Regions from separate parts of the Zea mays genome. Here all the other regions are linked to region 2. Evidence: chromatin contacts called from public Hi-C data. All regions are on one chromosome and are shown on one strand. Each heading gives the region's core, a stretch centred on a gene start, on an enhancer-like site or on the middle of the called end of the contact. The rest is flanking DNA. Distances are from core to core; before and after follow the strand shown. Region 1 holds the start of LOC103641360 (transcription factor MYC2). Region 2 holds the start of LOC100135422. Region 3 holds the start of LOC103641355 (probable WRKY transcription factor 47).

Region 1 (3,999 bases), core at 114-2,613, 140 kb before region 2:
TCAGTCGGTTTAGAGGCAAAAGTGCTAAATTAATCTGAAAACTGTTTACCACAGAGATCAAACATGTCTGACAAAAAAAAAAGAAAAAGAAAACGGACTTGCCTCTGCCGTGATGGTTATGATGATAGTGCAAATCGAGAAGGGCATGACATTGGCATGGACGACGGTGAGCCCGAGGCCCTCGACCACGGCGAGCGCTGCCGCCGCCACCCCTTTGCCGCCCCCGCAATGGATCCTCACCATCGCGCTCCTCTCGGAGAAGCGTGCCTCGATCTCCGGAAGCGCCGGTGACCCCGACGACGACGATGCCGACGTCGGCGACCGGGAGCCGCCATTCTCGTCCGTCGTCGTCGGCGCTTTGGTCCTGCTGCTGCCGGCGGCGGCGGCGGCAGCCTCTTCCAGGGCCTTGAGCCGCTGCTGGAGCTCCTTCACGTACTTGGCTGCGTCGGAGAGGATCGTCGCCTTGTCCATCTGCCATGCCACGATCGAGCAGGTTATCGGGGATTTGATCGATGCAGCAGAGTGCAGAGAGAACAAGGGCAGGGGTTCAGTTCATATGGATCGGCTGGGACTGAGAAAGGACCTTCTTGAGTCCTGGGATGACGGTGGAGAGCTCGATCAAGCGATTGTTGATCTTCTCCCGGCGTTTGCGCTCCGCGACGATGTGTTCCGGCGTGCACGACGCGGCTCCCATGCCGCGTGTTGGGTGGTGGGCTCTTCTCGGCGGCGGTGGCGGCGACCGGCGGCGGTGGGCCAGCTCCGGCGGCACGCGGCGTATCGGGACGGCGCCTTCCTCCAGCACGCCGTCGCTGCGAGGCTGCGCCGCCGCCGAGCCGGTGACGAAGTTCCAGCTCACCCTCACCGTGGGCAGACTGGTGTTGGTTTTGCCGCTCGGGAACGAGTTGGGCGAGTGTGGCGGCCCGGAGCCGCCGTAGAAATCCGCGGCCTCCGCAGCCGCGGGGGCTGCAGGGTCAGTGGCCCCGCTGCTGCCGCCGTCGGTGACCTCGCCGCCAGAACCGCTCGTCGTCCAGCTGTTTGCCGCGTCGTCGGTTTCGACGGCGGCCATCAGCTCCCGCACCATCTCCGCCGCGTGGGAGGCGTCGCGGAGCCCTTGCAACGAGGGGAAGACGGCTACTGCCTCGCCGCAGCTGTCGTAGAGCGCCGCAGGCTCCTCCTCCTCCTGCAGCAGCGTGTCCATCGCCCATTCCATGAGCAGGCTTGTGTCCTCCATGTTGTTTGCTGCCTCCATTAACACAGCGCTCTCAAGTCTCAACCACCACAAAATATGGTAGAGCTGATCCAAATTCTTGCAATAATGCAACAGCAAATCGTACGTGGGGAGGCGTTCCCTTTTTATAAAGCATCTCCAACTTTAAAAATGTCCTATAATTTAAAAATAAGTATATTTTATAAAATTTATGGCACCAACAATACATACTAATTCATTAGTATGTTGGAGAAATAAACATTTTCAGTTTTAATTTAATCCAGAAAATCACAATAATGTATGTGACCACATGTATGTGTATATGTATCACTACTCACATAAGTAGTAAACAACAGTAAAATACGCACAAATCCAAAGAACATATTGTACTCTATGGAGGGACCGATGCTCAGTGGCTCCATTCACACGAGACATCTCGTGTGTATGTTCGATTTAGTCGTAAGCAGTCGACGCAGGCAGATGTATGCAGTGCAGTCCCACGAACGGTGCCGGCGACGAGAAACTTGATCAGTGTTGGTCGAGCGGACGAAGCGAGCAGTCGCGAGTACGCTCCCCAAAAACCTGATTGCCCGCACACATGTGCAAGTGTCTCTCTGCGGACGACGATTTCAGAGGCCTGCTTTCCCACACTATTTGTGCTCGCAAAAGATGGGACGGGAATTGGTTGTACGCAACGTGTCTAAGGAAGTTCGTATCCCTCCTCGTATATATACACGCGCAGAGGGAGGCCAACGGACAGTAATGAAAGGGAAATGTGCCCTTAAGCCATTTCTAGTATATTTTGGTGATTAAGTGCCCAACACATATTGAGTGAGTAATTATATGCTAAATGATGGATGAAGTGCAAATCTACAAGAAGGTATGGTTCTAGACTTAGTATATTGGTTTTTGTGTACTAATATATTTGTCTAAGTGCTAGAATCAGGAAAAGAAAAGGATTGGAAAAGAGTTGGCTATGTACAGCCAACTGCTACTCAGTCTGGGTGCACCGGACTGTCCGGTGGTGCACCGGATAGTGTCCGGTGCGCCAGGCTAGTTCTGATGAACTGGCCACTCTCGGGAATTCGTCGGCGGCGTACGGCTATAATTCACCGGACTGTCTGGTGGTGCACCGGACTGTCCGGTGAACCACGGCCGCCAGCGCAACGGTCGGCCGCGCGTGACGCGTGGCCCCAGCCAACGGTCGGCTGGGGGCACCGGACTGTCCGGTGTGCACCAGACAGTGTCCGGTGCGCCAACGACTACAATTCTGCAACGGTCGGCTGTGCCATTTTAAGAAGGAGATCCGCACCGGACAATGAACAGTGGATGTCCGGTGGTGCACCGGACTGTCCGGTGCGCCACCCGACAGAAGGCAAGAATTGCCTTCCAAGAATGCCTCCAACGGCTCCTAGCTGCCTTGAGGCTATAAAAGGGACCCCTAGGCGCATGGAGGAGTCACCCAAGCATTCATTGATCATTCCTAAGCACCAAGACTTCATTCTCGCGCATTCGATTCTTTGTGATAGTGACTTGAGCTCCATTTGAGTAGAGAACTCTTTGAGTTGTGTTGTGAGCTCAAGTTGTGGCTTGTGTGCGTGATTGTGCTCGTGCTTTGAGTCTTGTGTGTGTTGCTCTTCCCATCCTTACTTCCGTGCTTCTTTGTGATCATCAATTGTAAGGGCGAGAGGCTCCAAGTTGTGGAGATTTCTCGCAAACGGGAAAGAGTAAAAGAAAGAAAAACACCGTGGTATTCAAGTCGATCATTGGATCACTTGAGAGGGGTTGAGTGCAACCCTCGTCCATTAGGACGCCACAACGTGGAGTAGGCAAGTGTTATACTTGGCCGAGCCACGGGATAAATCACCGTGTCTCTTGTGCTTATTTTCTTTGTGACTATTGTGTTTCACAAGAGCTCGGTCCTTAGCCATTTGATTCCATTGTGCTATCACTTAACCAAGTTTTGTGGCTATAAGTTTTAAGTTTTTTACAGGATCACCTATTCACCCCCCCTCTAGGTGCTCTCAATTGGTATCAGAGCCGTTCTCTTCACGAAAGGGACTAATCGCCCGAAGAGATGGATCCTAAGGGAAAGGGGATGGTGGTCAACGATAAGGAGAAGGAATCCGTCCTCAACGAGCCAAGATACGATAAGCCCACTAACTCTGGCTCAAGTCACAAGAAGAAGGACGGGAAGAAGAAGAGGCGCATCAAGAAGATAGTCTACTACGACAGCGACGAGTCTTCCTCTTCCTAAAGAGACGACGACGACGAGAAAAAGAAAACGGTTAACTCAAACTTTTCTTTTGACTATTCTCGTATTCTGTCTAACTCCAATGCTCATTTACTTTCGATTCCACTTGGGAAACCTCCGCACTTTGATGGAGAAGACTACTCATTTTAGAGTCACAAAATGCGTAGTCACCTATTCTCTCTCCATCCAAGTATTTGGGAGATCATTGAAAACGGAATGCTTTTTGATAGTACTGACAATCCCGTTTTCATTAATGAGCAAATCCATAAAAATGCACAAGCTACCACTGTTTTGCTAGCATCCTTGTGCAGGGACGAGTACCACAAGGTGAGCGACTTGGATAATGCCAAGCAAATTTGGGACACCCTCAAGATTTCTCATGAGGGGAATGAAGCCACCATGATCACCAAAATGGAGTTGGTGGAAGGCAAACTAGGAAGGTTCGCAATGATCAGGGGGGAGGAGCCAACCCAAACGTACAACAGGCTCAAGACCCTGGTCAACAAGATAAGGAGCTATGGAAGCACGAGATGGACGG
Region 2 (3,772 bases), core at 1,127-3,626:
AAAACTCTACGCTAGGGACGATGTCTCGTCCCCATTATATGCACGCGACACGGCTAAGGTAAGTAATTCGCCACGTGATCACAACACTGACATGATTGACCAGCAATCAATCAGATCAATCATAATTAATGCAAGAATAATTAATTAGCAGAATAGGCCAACACAATTTTTTCATGCATTGCAAAAATATAGAGCAGCAAAAGAAAGTTGCGCACCCGCAAGGGCGAAGGAAAGAAATCGCCGGACCATTCACGCGAATATACAATCAACCCTATATATGATCAATTTGCGTGACTTGCTACTATTTAAAACTTTTGATGGTGACAGCATTATCATCACCCATTTACCTTTTCTACTTTCTTTACTTTCATTGGTTAGATCATCTTCAACAGTTTGGTAAAGAATTTTGATTAATTATTTTGGCATGACAAAAAAAACTTCTCTCGGCAACCCATATAATCTATCTTGAAAAACATAGGCATCCAAGAGCAAAAATACACGGGCGGACACTCTACTCTTTATCATGGGGCACCGATTTCCCTTTTCTGCAACACTCTCTATCCCCTAGAGATTCAACGGAATTGAAAGTCTAACTACTATACTTTTAGATATGAGAATACTATGTAGAAAAGCAACAAACAGGTAAAAGAGATTTTGTTTTGTAGGTTACGTTCTTGCTATGAGTTAGGATGCTAAAGATGTTAGATTGATCTTATCTGGCTTAGTCAAAGGACTGCATGAACCTTTTAGGTGTGGCCCTCTTTCACACTACATATATAAATAAATAATAGGACCGACACATAAATTAACATATGAAAAACCTTTAAAACATTTGAATCGATGTTCAAACATGTTTTGAATCCTTTTTGTGATAAAAGTATGAGATGGAACCAACATTGATGCAACATACACACCGTAAATGTTGAATGTATTTTTTGCACAGTGATCTTACAGAAAATGTTGAATGCAACATACACACACGCATGAATCCCCCCCCCCCCCCAAAAAAAATATATCTTGCTTCCTGTAATGGTTATTTTTTATTTGATCTAACCTATGAGGTCTGGAACTAAATTCAGTTATTTATGGCCTTTATGTTAGTTTAGACACTTAATGGTTTTAAGTGAGGGGTAAAATGAACATTGTACTCCTAGTGAAAAATAAAAAAGTGCATATATCAGATTGTCTGGTCTAAATTTCGAGCAATGTTGCACAGACCTTACCTTTTAATTACCTACAAAATATATATTCTTTTTGAACATTCGATAATATATTTTTTGCACAGCATTATTTTACAATTAAAATGTAGATATATTTGCATTAGTACTCTTTAATTAAAAAATATTTAATATATTTTTACTTTACACAATTCTAAAAATATTAAACAATGCGTAATATTGCTCAAACCTAAAAAATAGATTGAACCCTGCGTCTCAATCAATTTTGTTTTGAGGACGTATCTGGTGCACCTAGAAGACTGGTGCACATGGTGCACATATTAAATCATTAACACTCATTTTAGATCTAACGTCTCTAGTTGATTATTCAATTTACAAATAACACCTTCCACCACTATACAACACCACGTTGGAGGGTGTCCTTAATAAAATGTACCAAACAACTAGAGACATTAGATTTAAAATGAGTGGTGATGATTTAATATGTGCACCATGTGCACCAATGTTCTATGTGCACCAGATATGTTGTCTTTTGTTTTTGCCAGTCATGTGACCCTTCACACAGGTAAGTGCTTAAACTAACAGGAAAATCAAATCGTATAGCTACCTGGATTTAATATTTGGGACTCAGGAGAAAAGGGGCCCTAACATAACTGGGCCGTTCAGCAGCAGATAGATGTCGCCGTAAATTCGGCCTATGAAACTCGTCCATGCGGCCGTATAAAGACGACTTGTCGTTGGGCCCGAGTTAACTAGTTATAGGCCCACACGCGTTGCACGCGACTGGCGAGAGAGAAGAAGACTGGCTAGCTGTCAGTATGGGGTAACAAGCACAGCAGCAGCAGCAGGCGGCCGCACCGCACGCGGTCTGGCCGCCGTCCGCGCAGCGTGAAAGAAAGAATTGGATGCTGCTGCTTAGCAGCGAAGGAAGCGGGCAGGAAGGCCGTGTGGGGTCCACACCTCCCCGGACACCCGCGCAGCCGCCGCCCACGCTTGGTCCGTCGACCGCCGGCCGATCGATTGATGGATGCATGCATCCACCGTCCACGTACGCGGCGACGAGACGTGTTGCGTTTGCGTGCCACCGGACTAGCTAGTAGATCGCTCGACTGGTATGTAGCTGTCGCCATCCCATCGCCCTCCCTCTCGTCCAAGGTCTGCCTGCCTATAAAGTGAAAGTGAAGCCAGGGAAGAGGCAAAGCGAAAGGAGAGAAGGAATCCGATCCATCCAAGCCAAGCCAAGGCAGAGAAGAAGAAGAGGAGGAAGAAGAAGCATCGGCAGCATGTCGGAGGGGACTGCCAACTGCGTGGACATCCTGATCGCCATCATCCTGCCTCCGCTGGGGGTGTTCCTCAAGTACGGGTGCGGCCACGAGTTCTGGATCTGCCTCCTCCTCACCTTCCTCGGCTACATCCCCGGCATCATCTACGCCATCTACGCCATCACCAAGAACACCTAGCTAGTCATCCTTGCCGACGACGATCCATGTCTCTGTATCTGTGTCTGTTCATATGCCTGATGCCGACTTGTGCTGTATGTAGTTGCTTGAATTCAGTCGTGTTCCTGTTTTGCTACCGTACCCACCCCATGCATCATCTGTCACCGCGACGCAATAATCATAGTAATAACAAGTTCAGATAATCGAATTCATTCGCTGCTGTACTCCTCCTCATCTCTTCAGTATGCAGTACTTTATTACTTTCCCGTCCGGCCGTCCCAAGTCCCAACCAACCAAATTATATGACATTAATAATATATAGCGCATAATAAATAAACCTAGAGAAAAAAACACTAAAACGTCTTACGATTTTAAAACAGTTTTGTTGTAATAATAATTTGTATAAATTTCAGTTTCGTCTTTCAGCCGTCCTCTTCTTCTCCAGCTGATCTGGCACTGGCAGGGCAGCTGCAGCCCCACCTGTCCTCTTTATTACACAGCCTCACGTGGTACTTTACTGTACACGGAACGGCAACGGCTCGCCCATCTAGAGATGGCCAAATGGGCCTGCTGACGGCCAGGATGGTCCCGTTTAGGTTCGACCCGCTAGCCACGGTTAAAAAACTGGATCAAGATTCTCAAGTCCACGGTTTTATTTTCTTGTGTGAACCTTGCTTGTTGTGGGTCTAAAAAGATTGAGTCGGTCCAGTAAACACAGAAAAAATCTGACACCATAAATTTTATCATATATCCATATTATTAATTTAATATTTCTATATCAATGATCCATGAAACATGCATGTCCATAAATCAATATATGTTCTAATCTATAAAATTATTATTGTCTCGTATAATGACATAAGACACACATATTTTGAATAAAATTATAAACATTATAAACCATACATTTAACGAACAAGTCATGCAATCGAGAGCCGACGTAATAATAATAATTTGAGGGATTGAGTAACACTTCATTCAACACTTATAAATATAAGCCATTTATACAATTAACTTCCACTTACACTAAAATGAATCATGCAGGTATCTGATATCGATTGCGCTCACGTGTGCCTTATGTTTTGGTTGTAGAAGAGACTTCGACAACGGATCAGCAACATTCAAATTTGTGTACAGTTTACAAATATTCACACA
Region 3 (3,964 bases), core at 358-2,857, 170 kb after region 2:
ATAGCTTCGAATTCTATGCATATCTATATTAAATTATTAGATTGGTCATATTAATCTCATGTTTTATGAACATCTCTATCCATGGCCATGTGCAATTGCAGTTCTGTTGTTCCTGAAAATAACATTTTGCTCCACTCTTTGAGTAATTGTGCGGTGCCCCCGTCAGCCTGATCAAACTCAACCGACGGAAAGGTTCTCAGCTCCTCGCATAAAAATGTACGCAAGCAGAGGTTCGAACCTTCGTCGTTGTTGGCTCCACATTCACGCCCATACATCTGACCAATACAACACATATATTTTTATTGCTTCATATTCTATATACTAGCCAGTTGTATGTGCTTTGCTACGATTATTATATACTCCATCCGTCCTATAATATAAGGCGTAACCACTTTTTATTCTTGTCCCACAATATAAGGCGTGCTTTTTTTATACATACTTATCGATCCAGTGGTATAGAGAGAATTAAATATATTTTTTGGTCTTGGAATAAGAGGTGGTTACATCTTATATACCGGAATGGATGGAGTGTCATATAAATAATATTGAGATATATTGTTTATTTCTAAACACTAAGATAAATATGGTCTGGTGGTTAGACGACTAAACTTTCTGAAGCAGTGGGCGTGGGTTTGAGTGCTCGCTTTGCACTTTTTTTGCGCGGTGTGGTTGGTGGGTCCAGAATGTTAGCACGGAAGGTGAAGCCGTGGTGACCATATTAAGTTTTTAATATAGTAGTATAGATATGTTCAAGTATAATATAATACAAGATCTAACTACGTGATATATATAGAAACCGTAGCAACAATGGCACAGACATCTAAGTAGTAGTGTATAATGTGTGTGTTACTGTGTGTGTGACTATATACAAGTCCACCTCCGTTTTGTCTTGGTGTGATGAACTACATACGATCTTTTCCAAATCCATGTACAACTCACACACAAACACGTATACGTATAGGCACACCTTATCCGATTCGCTGTCAACGACCACACACCACCTACACCTACAATTAAAAGAATAGCGCGGCGTTACATACTTATTAGATCCTAGAATAAAAATTAGTCCAAGAAAACACCAGCATTCGTGTTTAAGACTTAAACCCGTGTAACTAAAAAAAGATGAGTGTCGACATATATATATAAAAGAATTGATGTTTCGTATCATTTGTCGGAGAGGAATGAAATTTGTAACCTCTTCGGCTCTCCTCTTCCATTTTCCCATAGAACAAAAAAAATTGTAAAGAAACCCAACCGGTAACAATAGTAATTTTATATAATGGTAAAATAATTGGTGAGAGAGATGTTATTATAGTAATTCTCCGCCACTCCTCGAGTCGCAAAACGCAGCATCCGTTGACTGGGTTGACCCGGCCCACGCGCAGCGACACGTGGGGCAGGGCAGCGCGTCGTGTCCAGCCTCAGCCACCTATCACGCTGACGCCACGCGGGCTGGCCCACCAGTTCGTCCCTGTGCCATTGGTCCAACCCTTTCCCTTCCTGCCGTCTCGTTCCTATGTGCAAGTCCAAGTCTTTCCGTTTCACGTTTCCGGCCGCTTCTTCATTCGGTTTTTCTTCTTTCTGCAGTACTAGTAGTAGCTTGCATAGTTGGACATCTCTCTCTCTCTCTCTCTCTCTCTCTCTAGCTAGTACGGCACCGGTCGTCACAAGCTGTATATAGCCGTGTCTTCCTCGCCATTACCCGGCTTGATTTGATACCTCCTCGCTCCAGCCTACCCATCCATGGACTTGGTGCCGAAACACCAGCAGCAGCAGCAGCAGCGAGGGATCAAGGAGGAAGAGGAGATGACGGTCTTTGCGGAGCACGGGGACCAGCAGGCGACTTCCGGGGCCGGCCACGGCGGCGGCGGCGGGCGCAGGAGCGAGATCAAGGAGGTGGACTTCTTCTCGGCCGCCGCCGGCGGTGCCGTGTCTCGCCGCATCACCGACGAGGACGACGGCGGGGAAGATGGCGGTCGAGAGCCCGCAGGAGCAGTAGCTCGTGGCTGCCGTAACACCACGGTCAACGTAAGTCTCCCCGTCGAGATCGAGCGAGATCGCGAGCTCGAGATCCATTCGTGATGTCTGTGCTTGCAATATAATTAAGATTAAGATAGCCATGATACGAAATTTATTTCTCTCTCACTTTCATGTTCCGTGCCGGCACAGACTGCACTGGACCTGCTGACCAGGCCGGCAGCGGGCGACGGCGGCGAGGGGACGGCGGCCAGTGGTCGTGACGACGATACAGAGGTAAGAAGAGGGCTGGGTGTCTGCTTGCATGTCCATTCATTCCCAGCTTCCACACCAGAACATTACGTTTATCGTCTCGTAGCTCATGGTAATATTGGATCCGATCGGAGTATATAGATGGACGTGGCGGCGGTGGAGGGGGAGCTGCGGCAGGCCGGCGAGGAGAACCGGCAGCTGCGGCGGATGCTGGAGGAGCTGACCCGGAGCTACGGCGCGCTCTACCACCAGCTCATCCAAGCCCAGGCGGCCCAGCACCACCACCACCAGGTATGCCTTGATTCGTGCCCAAATTAAGTTCGTTGAAAAGAAAAAAATGGCGCGTCTTAATTGGAGCCTGCGCCTAGTCAACGTTGTACCTGCCTTGTCATCAAAGAAAAAAAAGATACGGTCTAAAGATCTCCAGCATATCTCTCTGTTACTATTTTATATGTGATCAAGGGGGAAAACAAAGCACCTCGTGAATGATGAAGAGTTTATTGGTAGCATATCTCTCTGTTTGTAAACCTTTTGCGGCTGTTTGTACTTTCTACTCTAAAATTTGGTGGTTGATGAAGAGTTTATTGGTAGCTCAAGTTAAAGACTAAAACTTTAGAACACTAATCGTATGATTTAAATGTTTTTGTGCGGTTGGTCTAATCTTTAAACAACGTTTAGACTTTCTATTATTTGAAGTATGAAGATCAGTTAGCTAAAGTGATCTAAGATTTAGAGGGTAAAGAGTCTAGTGGTTATAGATACACAGGATGCCAAATTCGACGAGCGTTGTTACATTTTATTCTGGTTATTAGCATTCAGACACCCCTACCTAGCTATTTGACTCATATATGCCTTTTTTATCGGATCCATTTGATTCCTCAGTTTAAGTCGTGTACTGATTCCTCAAATATATTAGGTCATGTTCTAGTGATATATATATTCAATCAATAACTTTATATGTATGTATGTGTGTGTAACCAAGGACTGCATATGTAGCGAGATTACAGCAACTAATGATTGACGAAGTTGTAGAAAATATGCACACTGCAATAGAATTTCCTCAAGCTAGACCCATTGCATGCATGCATGCATGCCCAGCATTTCCCAAATCATTTGTGTGAACAAATTAAACAGCTACGGAGGTTCAGATGGCCAGTGGTTCAGATGGGCACCTCACTTAATTTCCGTGACCACTAGCGCTACAGTGTTCACTGTATTGAATTGAAATGCAAGCTCCTCCTTTCCTTTCAGATCCTTGTGCTCCACTACTAATAAGCATTAATGCACCCCTGCAGGCCTTTTTATATATATAAGCAAAGTAAAAATATGTATCTATATAGAACCCAAATATATCTTGAAAAGTTATTCAAGCTTGTATATATAGATGCAAGCTTATTAGTTCATATGTAGCTAACATAGAGAGTACTAATTAAGGTGTGTTTTGGGAAATAGAAAAACACAGATATATATAGAAGAGTCATTTCGTCCTTTTGATATTATTGGGTTCAAGTATATAAATAGAAGATAAAATAGATGCATATATATGTAGTATGTACGTAGTAGATCTCGCCATCAGAAGCAGCTTGGCCGGCCGTACGTGTAAACACGATCGAACTAATAAGCTTGACAGCAAAGCCTCACTTACTTAACGGTAGTTAGCATGTTCATTCATGTCAACATTACATTGCTCCTAGCTCACACGCCATGCAGCTAGCAGGCATTTCCGTTCCGGTCC

What was found. Hi-C and Micro-C count contacts between places; a contact is called where the count stands out from the background.
Region 1: a contact with region 2 is called in a Hi-C map of leaf, with 5 times the contacts expected there. The contact joins the promoter of LOC103641360 here to the promoter of LOC100135422 in region 2. A contact is called at or near these places in 3 of 25 Hi-C or Micro-C datasets (ear, endosperm and leaf).
Region 3: a Hi-C map of endosperm shows a contact between it and region 2, with 2.2 times the contacts expected there. The contact joins the promoter of LOC103641355 here to the promoter of LOC100135422 in region 2. A contact is called at or near these places in 2 of 25 Hi-C or Micro-C datasets (endosperm and leaf).

What each region holds. Positions count from the first base shown.
Region 1 is chr10:89,206,703-89,210,701 of Zm-B73-REFERENCE-NAM-5.0, reverse strand. It overlaps LOC103641360 (transcription factor MYC2), which reads right to left and starts at 1,363. Exons shown (of 3, transcript XM_020546050.2): 1 at 584-1,363; 2 at 103-471. The coding sequence starts at 1,249.
Region 2 is chr10:89,064,241-89,068,012 of Zm-B73-REFERENCE-NAM-5.0, reverse strand. LOC100135422 reads left to right here and starts at 2,376. Exons shown (of 1, transcript NM_001114162.2): 1 at 2,376-2,818. The coding sequence starts at 2,462. The coding sequence ends at 2,638.
Region 3 is chr10:88,889,734-88,893,697 of Zm-B73-REFERENCE-NAM-5.0, reverse strand. It overlaps LOC103641355 (probable WRKY transcription factor 47), which reads left to right and starts at 1,607. Exons shown (of 6, transcript XM_008664711.3): 1 at 1,607-2,028; 2 at 2,170-2,253; 3 at 2,371-2,520. The coding sequence starts at 1,744.